2 separate regions of the Danio rerio genome follow, and region 2 is linked to region 1. The links are chromatin contacts, called in public HiCAR-type maps. All regions are on one chromosome and are shown on one strand. Each heading gives the region's core, a stretch centred on a gene start, on an enhancer-like site or on the middle of the called end of the contact. The rest is flanking DNA. Distances are from core to core; before and after follow the strand shown.

Region 1 (5,924 bases), core at 2,063-4,562:
TCACAAAATGCAGTGAAAATCCAACACAACGGTAAGTTTGATTGTAATGCTAACATGTTTACACTCGGTTTAATAGTTAGTTCGATACGAAATAACTTTGCCACCTGAATAAACAAACACAGACCACTGGTCGCTCGCTTGCCAAATCTGTAGAGACAGGACAAACAACACCAACTGGAGCCGCGTCTTTAGTACTTTTTAGTGAGATATACGTGTCCTAATAGTGTTTTTAGCAATGTGGGACACATATACTACTGTCAACAGCTCAAAAAATGTGTTTTGCTGTTTCATGACCCTTTAAAAACAATAATATAATGAACATGCATATATTTCTGTTTTAGGCATGTCGCAGAGTGTATATTTAAGCTCCATTACTGTTCCAGATCTGGATTGTAACAGTTTGAACCTAAACCATGTTTAATATGACAATGGAGGGATGCTAGGTTACCTGTCCTGGAGTTTCTTCTCAGCAGCTGAAAGAGTCTTTGGTTTTTTCTTCTGTTTCTGAACCTGATCTTTGCTCTTGACTACTGCATTATCAGACACTGCAGGCGTGACTTTAGGCTCAATCTAATGAGAGAAAACACAGATGTCAAACATGAAATACATACACTCCATGCAGAGTTTGAAACCTACAAGTAAGTGTGCTGAAGCAGGGTTGGAACTAAACTGTGCAGGGCTGCGGCCCTCCAGGAATTGAGTTCAACATCCCTGCTCTATAGACACCAAATGATGTCGGAGACCATAAAAAACGTACTTTTGGTGGAGGAAGGAACACTAAAGTATTTGCAGATGAAGTGGAGGCGAATAATGAAGACAGAGCTGAGGATTTGTGTTTTTCTGGGAAGAGGCTGCCGGACACCTGACCGACTTTATATCCTCCAGCATCGCCACCATCACTGCTGAAACAACAAGAAAACTGAGTTAACACAAACATCCTCAATATACTCACAATACAATATCAAAAGATGCAGTTTAGGGCAGCACAATATATTGTGAAATGATTGTTATATGATAATAGTATATGCAATATACACACCGCAGACGTGTGATGAATTACATTTATTTTCTGCATTGATTGTTTATATAGATTTAACCAATTGGATGGGGCCTTGCTATCTCTAGCTCCGCCTCCACAGTAGGTGCTGTTTAGCTGGAAGCTGAACCCAGAGCTGAAAATAAACACTAATGGGCGGAGTCAAGACAAGAGCAGAAAATAACAACAGCCAATCAGATGAGCTTTTCACTCATTCGCAGTGTTTTTTAAAGAGTTCATGTTGGCACTATGACAGCTTTTTATAAATTATATTTATTTAGATTTGAAAAATATATTTTACCCGTTTATTTTAATATCGTTACATAAATGCATTTAACTTTTTTTTTCCAACGGAAATATTATATGATAAGAAATATCACAATATTGCATGTCACTAATTTTTCCAGTATCGTGCAACCCTAATGCAATATATATATATATATATATATATATATATATATATATATATATTTATTTATTTATTAGGCATGGGACAATAACAGTTTGAGGTATACTGCGGTTTGGAAAAGTCAAGGTTTCAAAACAGTCAAAATTTTCTGCAATAATGTGCCTAAGGTATGTGTACGATTTTTTTATTTGTTTTTTTTTTAGGACAACAGTATCTCCAGCACAAAAGAAGCTTTTTTAAATTGTACAAGAAAATCTGTGTTTAAGAAACAAATGAAGACAGCAGAAGTCAATAATTCATTAAGCCTGTCATGTTTACAGCTCCAAAATATTTTAAATGTTACTGAAAGTTAAATACATTGTCTTCATCACAAAACCGTGATATTTTTATCCGAGGTTATCATACCATCAGAATCTTATAGCAGCCCATGTGTATGTGTGTGTGTTTATTATATTTGATTCTTCCCTTGAAAGTACCAGCTGAAAAATTAATATAGTAAATAAATACCACAATCCAATATTCCTTCTGTTTATAATAAATCACCAAGCTAAATTTAATTTGATGTAGACTCCAAAGTAGTAAGGCTTATCTTTCACCCATAAAAATCATGTGAAATCCAGTTACAATTTAGCAAGTTAATATAAATGTATGTAATGTATAGTAAACACCATAGCGTTTCTGAAACATAACTGAGGTAAAGTTGGTTTTATATTTGCACATTCAGACTTTCTCAATAATATCATTTTATAAAAGCATTGTTTGTTTAACAGAGATGGGTTTCGGCTGGAAGGGCATCCGCTGCGTAAAAACTTGCTGGATAAGTTGGCGGTTCATTCTGCTGTGGCGACCCCGGATTAATAAAGGGACTAAGTCGACGAGAAAATGAATGAAAAGTATTGTTTGCAAATTCTGATTATGGAAATCATATTAGCTGCCGATGACGATCAAAATAAAACATTGTTCAGTCAATTAAACAGTGCTAATGTTGTTTTGAAGTCATTCATACATGCCATTTCACACCCAATATTCAAAGTTGAGTGGTAAACTCTATAGGGACCGTTAAAATGAACGAATGTGCGAATAAAAAAACAACTTTACCTCAGTTAAATCATACTATAGTAGTTAAACACTTAATTTAATCGTTTGCGGTAATCCTGTAGTACAACATCTAAAATAAAATAAACAAATGACCCAATGCTGTACTAAGTTTTCCACAAGTGTGTGTATTACACTACAAAACAGCCCGGTTTACTCTAAAACTAATGTATAGTACAGCACTTATTACAGCTGATCAGTTCACAGAATGCTGGTGCAGTCATTAACAGTTGTAGATACTAATATATGCAGTATAATAGACCTTACTGTAGTATGGTTAATCTGTTATATAATATTGACTATAAATTACTTAAAACAATAAATTCAGAAAACAATCTTGATGTTTAATCAGTTATAGCGGGTAATAAAACGTATAAAAACAAACCTCTTTTTAATCTCCTTCTTCATGATGTCACTCAGAGCGCATGTCTATGTAGAATGATCTGGACGATATTTCTGTAAGTTAAGCGTAATTAAAGTTACAGCGAGGTGCTGAAGTTTCACACATAAACACGTTTATTTCGCTGCCCCGCGCATGCGCAGTTTTTCTGTCTCTTGGAAACCACAAACACTCATAATCAGTTCCTAGTGAGAAATATTCCTCGAGTGGCACACCAAAATACGCGGCTCTTGATGAATATAATAAGGTTTACACATCACTCTAATAGCATTTGTTTTTTAAAAGGAAATCTACATGACACAAACTCAGTAACAGCAGCGCTTTTGCAACTGTAATGTTTCTCGTCGGCGCAGCATTAGGCGCGAAACCTTGTGATGCTACATCCGGTTGCCGGTTCTGCAGGTGAGAATGATGCGGAGATGTTTTCATTCCGTTATTATTGTTTAACATGTAAGTCGCCGCTCCTAATTCACATTCTCTGCTTGTTTAAGCTCATACGAGATGTTTTATAAAGCTAATTTAATATATACAGACACGAGTAAGTAATCGCGGACGTCACTTATCTAACAATCTGTAGGGAAAATAGAGGAATACAGAGCTATATTTTAGGAGTTTAGCTGTATTTAAGCTATGTTTTAGGAATGATGTGGTTCAATGTTCATTTTCAAAGTAGATTTGAGGTATTTAGGTTAAACACGTCACATAATGTATATAAATTATCGAAAACAATGTGGGATTTATATTAAAGATAACATTTTATATTAAGATTTACTTACTAACACGAACAAATAATGAAATATACATTTATTACAGTCATACATAATATACATTTAGTACATTCATCTTTGTTAATGTTAGCTACTGAAAATAAAGTCGATCATTCTTAACTCAGTGCGTTAACCAATGTTAAGAAGCACAACAATGGATTTGACTAATAATTGACATTTAGTAAATGTTGAAATGTGATAAATTATTGTTCACGTTAGTAAACACATTAACTAATGAAACCTTACTGTAAAGTCTGACCATTTTGACAAATGTCATATAGAACCTGTTTCCAAGATGATAAAAATGTCTCATAATTATTTAATGTGAATACTTGTACTATACTTGAACTTTTAGGGTGTGCTAGCGTGGTATTATTCATTACTCATTGCTTTCATGATAGCAGTACTCTTTGATAAGCATGTTAATTAATATCTTGTTATTGTGTCAGTGTTTTAGCAGTGTGTTGATGATGTTGGACGAGGCTGTGGGCAGACGTGTGTGTTGTGATGGAGAAAGAGGAACCGTCCGTTATGTCGGTCCAGTTCCTCCCACTGCAGGTCTGTGTTCATTCCTAATTGTATATATATATATATATATATATATATATATATATATATATATATATATATATATATATACAGTTGAAGTCAGAATTATTCGCCCCCTTTTTTAATTTTTCCCAAATTATGTTTAACAGAGTAAGGAAATGTTCACAGTATGTCTGATAATATTTTTTCTTCTGGAGAAAATCTTATTTGTTTTATTTTGGCTAGAATAAAAGCAGTTTTAAATTTTTAAAAAAACAATTTTGGGAGAAAATTATTAACCCCTTTAAGCTAATTTTTTTTCCGATAATCTTCTGAATAAAACATCGTTATACAATAACTTGCCTAATTACCCTAAGCTGCCTAGTTCACCTTATTAACCTAGTGAAGCCTTTAAATGTCCCTTTAAGCTGTATAGAAGTGCCTTGAAAAATATCAAGTAAAATATTATTTACTGTCATCATGACAAAAATGAAATAAATCAGTTATTAGAAATAGGTTTCTAAAACTATTATGCTTAGAAATGTGCTGAAACAATATTCCCTCCATTAAACAGAAATTTGGGAAAAAAATAAACAGGGGCGCTAATAAGTCAGGGGGGCTATATATATATATATATATATATATATATATATATATATATATATATATATATATATATATATATATGTGTGTGTGTGTGTGTATAGCTCTGGTGTCCATAGTGTATGTGTGTGAATAAATGTGTGTGTGGATGTTTCCCAGTATTGGGTTGCAGCTGGAAGGGCATCCGCTGTGTAAAATATATGCTGGATAAGTTGGTGGTTCATTCCTTGGTTCATTAATTTCTCTTTGCACTGTTGCATTTGACCCAGAGCTACAGAGCATTATGCACCAAAACAGCCAGACACCAGAACAGTGTAATTCCCAGGCCATTTCCCACTTCAACCACCTCTAATTTACCACATATTTTCATATATATCATTGCACTCTGTATATAGGAACCAGTAGCGGCTCTGGAATTTTTTTTGTTAGGGCTGCTAAAAAAATAATAAATTTTGATAGCTTCAAAAATCTAATTATAATACTTTATTTTTATTTATTTTCTAAGGAAGAAAATAATAAATGAATAAAAATACAATAACATCGGAACTGAAATGAACAGTTACAGGTCATATTAACAAAGTACATATACAGATCAGTTTACAGTGTAAAGGCCTAAGCACAATCCTTGACTATCTAAATAATGTGCATTTTCAGTCATCTTGTGATTGTATTAAATTTATTTATATATAAATGGAAGCTTCAAAAAGGGCCAATGTTACTTTTCTTGCCATTGTTAGTGTAACATTTCATGGCAACTTCCAAATTATTGCACAGAAAAGAGAAAGTATGGATTTCTATTTTCTTTCTTTCATCCTTTCTCTTGTAATACAGGCTTTATTATTTTTTTAGTTGATAATGGTCTAATCCGATTTAATTGTCTATGCTAAGCTAATGTTTAATTTGATTCATGAAAAGCTAAGCTAAAAGTGCTCCAGCTAGACTTGAAGATGCATTCAAAAATGGTAAAGTCCATTTGTTTTATTCTAGGAGAGCTGCAAAATGTCCCCAAAGTGGAGCGTTTCTTAACCTTGCATTCTGGAACACACTTAATTTGAGCAATTTTGGACTTACAATTTTTTGTGTATC
Region 2 (5,924 bases), core at 1,784-4,283, 190 kb before region 1:
AATTACGTTGGATTTAATCATTTAGACGACACTTATCAAATAATGCGAATAATAAAGCAATCGAACAGAATATAGTTTTTAGATTTTTAATATATGTATGCATATATTTTGTGATATACATTAATAAAATTCACTCATTCATTCATTCTCTTTTCGGCTTAGTCCCTTTATTAATCAGGGGTCACCACAGAGGAATGAACCGCTAACTTAATCAGTACATGTTTTATGCCCTTCTAGCTGCAACCCATCACTGGGAAACATCCAAACTCATTCACTACAGTCAAGTTTAGCATATTCACTATTCACCTGTACCACAAGTGTTTGGACTGTGGGGGAAAAGAGACGACATCGTAACCCACTGCATCACCCCACACTTCAATAAAATATTACCTACAATCATTTATTAACCTTTGTTTTTATTTTAATTAGACTTGAGTATTTATTTTAATTAGACTTTATTTTAATTAGACTTTTACATTTAAATGTAATCATTTGGACGACACTTTTATCTAATAATGAGAATAATAAAAGTAATAAAGCATCAAAAACCTGTATAAATATTTTGGGTTTATAGTAAAAAGGTCAGATTATGCCATTTTTATAAATATGTATGCAGTAATCAGTGTTGTTGGTATAGTTTTATTATATATATATATATATATATATATATATATATATATATATATATATATATACATATATATATATATATATATATATATATATATATATATATATATATATATATGTATATATGTATATATATATATATATATATATATATATATATATATATATGTATATATATATATATATATATATATATATATATATATATATATATATATATATATATATATATATATATATATATAAAAGATAGTTAGGGATAAAACAGAGCAGAAAATGAGTGTTGATAATAGTAATGTTGACAAAAAAGGTTAATCTAATCATTATTATTGAGAATTCTCCTTTGCTGATTCCTAAAAATCAACAAAACGTATATATATATATTTATATTTTCACTTAGCAATGTTAATTTAGTACTGAATCAAGTTATTTTTTTAATTTTAAACATTTGTAGATATATTTGTATAAAAGTTTAACATCAAGATAACATACAAACTAATGTGATGTTGTTCACAAAAACACATCTATTACAAAAAAACAAAAAAAAAACAATCGTGTATAAAATAACTCAACACAAAAATAAACAAAGCTTTATCAAACATATCGTGCAAATCAAACGCGCTCATAACTTTAAAGAGTCGAATGTGTTTAAACAAAACGTTCAGTTGAACCGATTCACTGACATGATTCGCACTACGCTGGTTTCCGCTCATTTCACGCCCACAAGCAGGTCAACAGATCGCAGCCAGCACGAAGCGCTCTGATTAGACAGAACAAACAACTCGTTCGGTGAAAAGCCAATCAGAGACGAACGCGCTGGGCATGCTGGGACTTGTAGTCCAAATACGTTTTACTCATTATTCTGCAAAACGTTCTTACACAGAGTCATTGTTCAGTGTTGAAATAGCTGTACACACTCGCAGTCTCACAAAAACTCACATTAGTTAACTAAAAACACAACACACAAACTTTAAACACACACTTGTGTTTTTAACAAACTACTATAAGTAATGTGAAAAGCATCAACTTGACATAAAATGCATGTTTTAACATTACATAACAGAGCAGACTCAAGCAGATGCTTGTAATATTTTCACAGAGGATTCATTTAAGTACTCATGTCATGCTCGAACTGTTATACAACAATACAATACCATCCTCTGTTTTAAATACGCACGCATCCATTTCTGAGACTCGTGAACAACACAAAGATCCATTCACAGCCTTATTTACCTGCAACATTTTAGGAATGTGTATCGGCATACTGATTATTATACTCGGCACACTTATTATACTCTTATTATTATACTGAAACACTCTAAATGCTTTAACATTTACAAAATAACTCTGGGAGGATTAGGGCTCCTTTGTTAACATGTTAATGAAATGTTTACTGTTATTATTATTCATTTTAACTTCATTTAAATGTTTTAATTCAATATTTACAAAATAATTCTGGGAGGAATAAGACTATCTATCTATCTATCTATCTATCTATCTATCTATCTATCTATCTATCTATCTATCTATCTATCTATCTATCTATCTATCTATCTCTGTCTGTCTGTCTGTCTGTCTAAAAATAACTTACACATTAAAAACTTTATTATGCTGCATAAGTAACTTTAACACAACCTCCTTTGTTGAAATGTTAACATGAATAAAATGTTTAGTGTTATTATTATTATTTATTTTAACTTCATTTAAATATTTTAATTCACTTAATTCCTCTGCTTATTAACTTAAACTTTAAGACTAACAAAGAATAAACTCTGTAACATGCATGTCAGCATTTTAATAATGCAATAGTTCTTCTTATTATACTTATACACTCTAAAATATGCTGGATTGTATGGTTATAATGTTTAAGAAATAATATACGGTGAAATAAGTCTGTAAAATAACATTATAAACATTATAAATAACATGTGCTGCAGTTTAATACATGGTATCTGTGGCTTAATATACAACACCGACCCAGATAATATCTCATTTTAAACTAATAAACATGTTTATAAAAGTCACTTTTTCCAACTTTTCAATGTATAAAGTTATTGGAAAAAGATTAAGATCACATAATGCAATTTAAAAGCATTAAATAAACTAAAAATAAAACATAAAACATGAGTAAATAAGTAAATAAACTGCAAATTTACCAACAGACATTTTTTACAGTGTGGGTTTAATAAAACCAGTATCTTTTTACAGTATACTTATCACAAACATTTAGTGAACACAGAGGACTAAAACTGTTAAAAATAAAAATAAATTAAATACAAATAATAATAAAATAAAACAAATGAATATCGCGCGATCTCCGCGGAGCGCATGCGCAGTGACGTCACCGCCGGCGCAGTATTTAATTAGTGTTAGTGCGCTCGGAGAGCAATTAGTGCGCAGGTCAGAGGTGCAGCTCAACATGCCTCCGTTTGAGAAAACTCCACATCCCAAACCCTTCAAACAGAGGAAGAGCTTAGGTGTGCGTCTTTATATCACATATTCGACCTTTTGTGTGTGTGTTTGTGCTGTCAAACTCAACAGTTGTTTGTTTTTTGGTGTTATTGGTGATCGATCAGCAACGAGGAAACAAGAGGTGGCGGGAATACGGACTAAGTTTCCGACTAAAATCCCGGTAAGTAGTGTGTGTTAGTGATTATGTGTGTTCGTCGATCAGTGTGTGTGTGTTTAAGTGAAATATGCTCTTTATTTGAGGTAATAATCGAGCGATATCAGAGAGAGAAGTTTTTGCCGCCTCTGGATAAAACCAAGTTCCTCGTGCCTCAGGAGCTCACCATGACCCAGTTCGTCACCATCATCAGGTGAGCAAAACTCTATAATATACGCCTGTTTTATTCTAGAAATGTGTGTAACAATATAAAGAATGCATTAAACGAATAGCCTGCAACCATTTTACACAATTTAAATATTGCTTTTTATTTTATTTTCTCTCTTTCCTGCTTATTCAATAAAAAAATCCGTTTGCCTGCACTGTAATGCCATTGTTACCTTTAAAAAGTGAGTAAACCCATTGCCTTAAAAGCAACAAAGTGATTTTACTTAAAGCTGGAAAACCCATTGACTTTTGTCTATACTCAGTTCGTCTACTTTAAAAAGTGTAAACTCGTTGCCTCATCATTTTTAAATTGACTAATTACTTTTTACAGTGTGAAATTCTATCTATCTATCTATCTATCTATCTATCTATCTATCTATCTATCTATCTATCTATCTAATTTTTAAAAGCACATTCCTGAATAGTGAATTAATTGTTCTATTTCACAAGTCAAACCTTGACTTCTCATTATGCACATAGTTTGTTTACTTTATTATAATAATAATAATAAGGCAATGAGTTAACATCTATATGTATTGTTTTTAAACTTAACTAATCACTTTTTTATAGTGTGAAAGATCATGCATTTGAAGCAAAAGCAAATTTATTAATCTAGGTAAATTAATAAAATTCACTATTTTCATATAAGAAGTCTTAAGTGTTTTTTTTTTAAATTTTTTTTTTTTTAAGAAATCTGTTTGTGAAAAATTCTCAGCAAGTATAAGAGAATTCCTGCAGTGCATTCCTGTAATTGTGTTTAAAGAGACAGAGACATGCAGTGGTCAGCATATACGAGTAGAGTACACCCTCTTTCAGAAATGTCTGTTTTTATAAAACGGATTGTTTGGATGTAGAAAACTTGTGGTTTATTTAAACATAAATTTCATTTATCAGTTTTATTCATTAGAATAAGATTTTGGCCACCGACCACCTTTAGGAATGCAAAGATGATGCATTTAGATTCAAACCAGTTGGAAAAACAATTACAACCTACAAATTTCAATGTTATATGTGTTATTTTTTCCGGTTTATTAAACCTTTTAAAAAAACTAAATTTGTGTTAGTTTATAGATCTTTTTTTTTTGTTAGATTAGTTTTAGTTTTGACTTCAGTACTGATTTAATTTAATGCATATGCACTAATTTATTATAATTTTATTATATTAAAACATCTTGTAAAATTATAATTTAGGATATCTGTGTGGGTTGTACTCATGCATGTTGAACAATGTGTGTCTATCAGTTTAAACTATACTAAGGGAAAAAAAATTTAAGTTAATGCGCAGAAATTTGATGTAATCGTAAACGCGCCTAATGATGAAGAGGCATTGATAAATGGATTATATTTGAAGTGAAAGTTTTGAGGTAAACATATTAGATATTTAAAATATTTTAAGTGATATAATTGACTACATTTTTAGAGAGAATTTAATGTTTTAGTATGTAAAGTGAAAGTATTTGCTAACTGAAATGTAGGCATTCAAAGTATGCTGGATGCTGTGGATAAAACAGTATGCTGAATGAGTAACATTTTATTTAACATTTGTTCGTTTTAAATTGGTTGTAATTGACTTAATTCCTCTGTTTATTAACTGAGACTAACAAAGAATAAATTCTGTAACCTGCATTTTAGTATTTTTATAATGCAATCATTACTGAAGCATGTTCATACAAAACTAGTTGTAATTTGTCATTTAGAAATTATATAAATTTACTCTAAAGATTATTTTTAAATGAATATAATGAAATGATTCTGAAGTCCATAAATATAAACCATGCATATAATTAAATGCTAAGACTAACAAATAATAAATTCTATTAAGCACATTTCAAGAATGCAACAATTATTAATGCGTATTTTTGTTTGCCATTTTAATATTTGTATACAATTTTTGTTTTTTTTAAATGTTGAGTATAAATGATTAAACATTAAATTATTTGATTAATTTATATTTATAGACCTCAATTATTTCATGTTAAGACTAACAAATACATTTTGTAACCTGCATTTCTGCACTTTTAATAATGCAACAATTATATGCAGATTTATATTTTTTTGGATTGTTGGGTTAAATATTTAATACAGCAATTATAATAAATATTCTGTAAAATGCATTTATCCGCATATTTTTTTATGTAATTGTTTTTGTCATTTATTATTTCCATAAACTTAAATATTTTAAAGGGTAAACCTGAAAATAATTCTTGAAGTGTATAAATATAAACCAAGCATAAAATGTAATGTTAAGACTAACAAATTCTTTAACATATTTTTGCATTTTAATAATTGTATATAAATCTATATTTTTTTTAATGCAACCAAATAATAATGATCTGTAAAATGCATTTATCTGCATACTTTTGTTGATGTAATTGTTTTTGTCATTTTAACATTTTGTATAAACTTTTTAACCTTTTTTAAATGATTAAACATGAAATAATTCAGAGGTCTATAAATCTAG

What was found. HiCAR-type assays count read pairs that join an accessible place to other places.
Region 2: a contact with region 1 is called in a HiCAR-type map of caudal fin, with 5 times the contacts expected there. The contact joins the promoter of map1lc3c here to the promoter of tbce in region 1. A contact is called at or near these places in 5 of 18 Hi-C or Micro-C datasets (caudal fin, embryo, hematopoietic stem cells and 1 more) and 3 of 4 datasets of contacts at active chromatin or transcription factors (caudal fin, embryo and pancreas).

The regions. Positions count from the first base shown.
Region 1 is chr11:46,850,483-46,856,406 of GRCz12tu, reverse strand. It overlaps tbce (tubulin folding cofactor E), which reads left to right and starts at 3,312. Exons shown (of 17, transcript NM_001039989.2): 1 at 3,312-3,342; 2 at 4,157-4,265. The coding sequence starts at 4,175. rbm34 (RNA binding motif protein 34) reads right to left here. Exons shown (of 12, transcript NM_001002382.1): 2 at 2,926-2,996; 3 at 758-902; 4 at 449-570. The coding sequence starts at 2,948.
Region 2 is chr11:47,037,236-47,043,159 of GRCz12tu, reverse strand. It overlaps map1lc3c (microtubule-associated protein 1 light chain 3 gamma), which reads left to right and starts at 3,033. Exons shown (of 4, transcript NM_200298.2): 1 at 3,033-3,107; 2 at 3,207-3,262; 3 at 3,343-3,449. The coding sequence starts at 3,050. It also overlaps a transcript of strn not described here.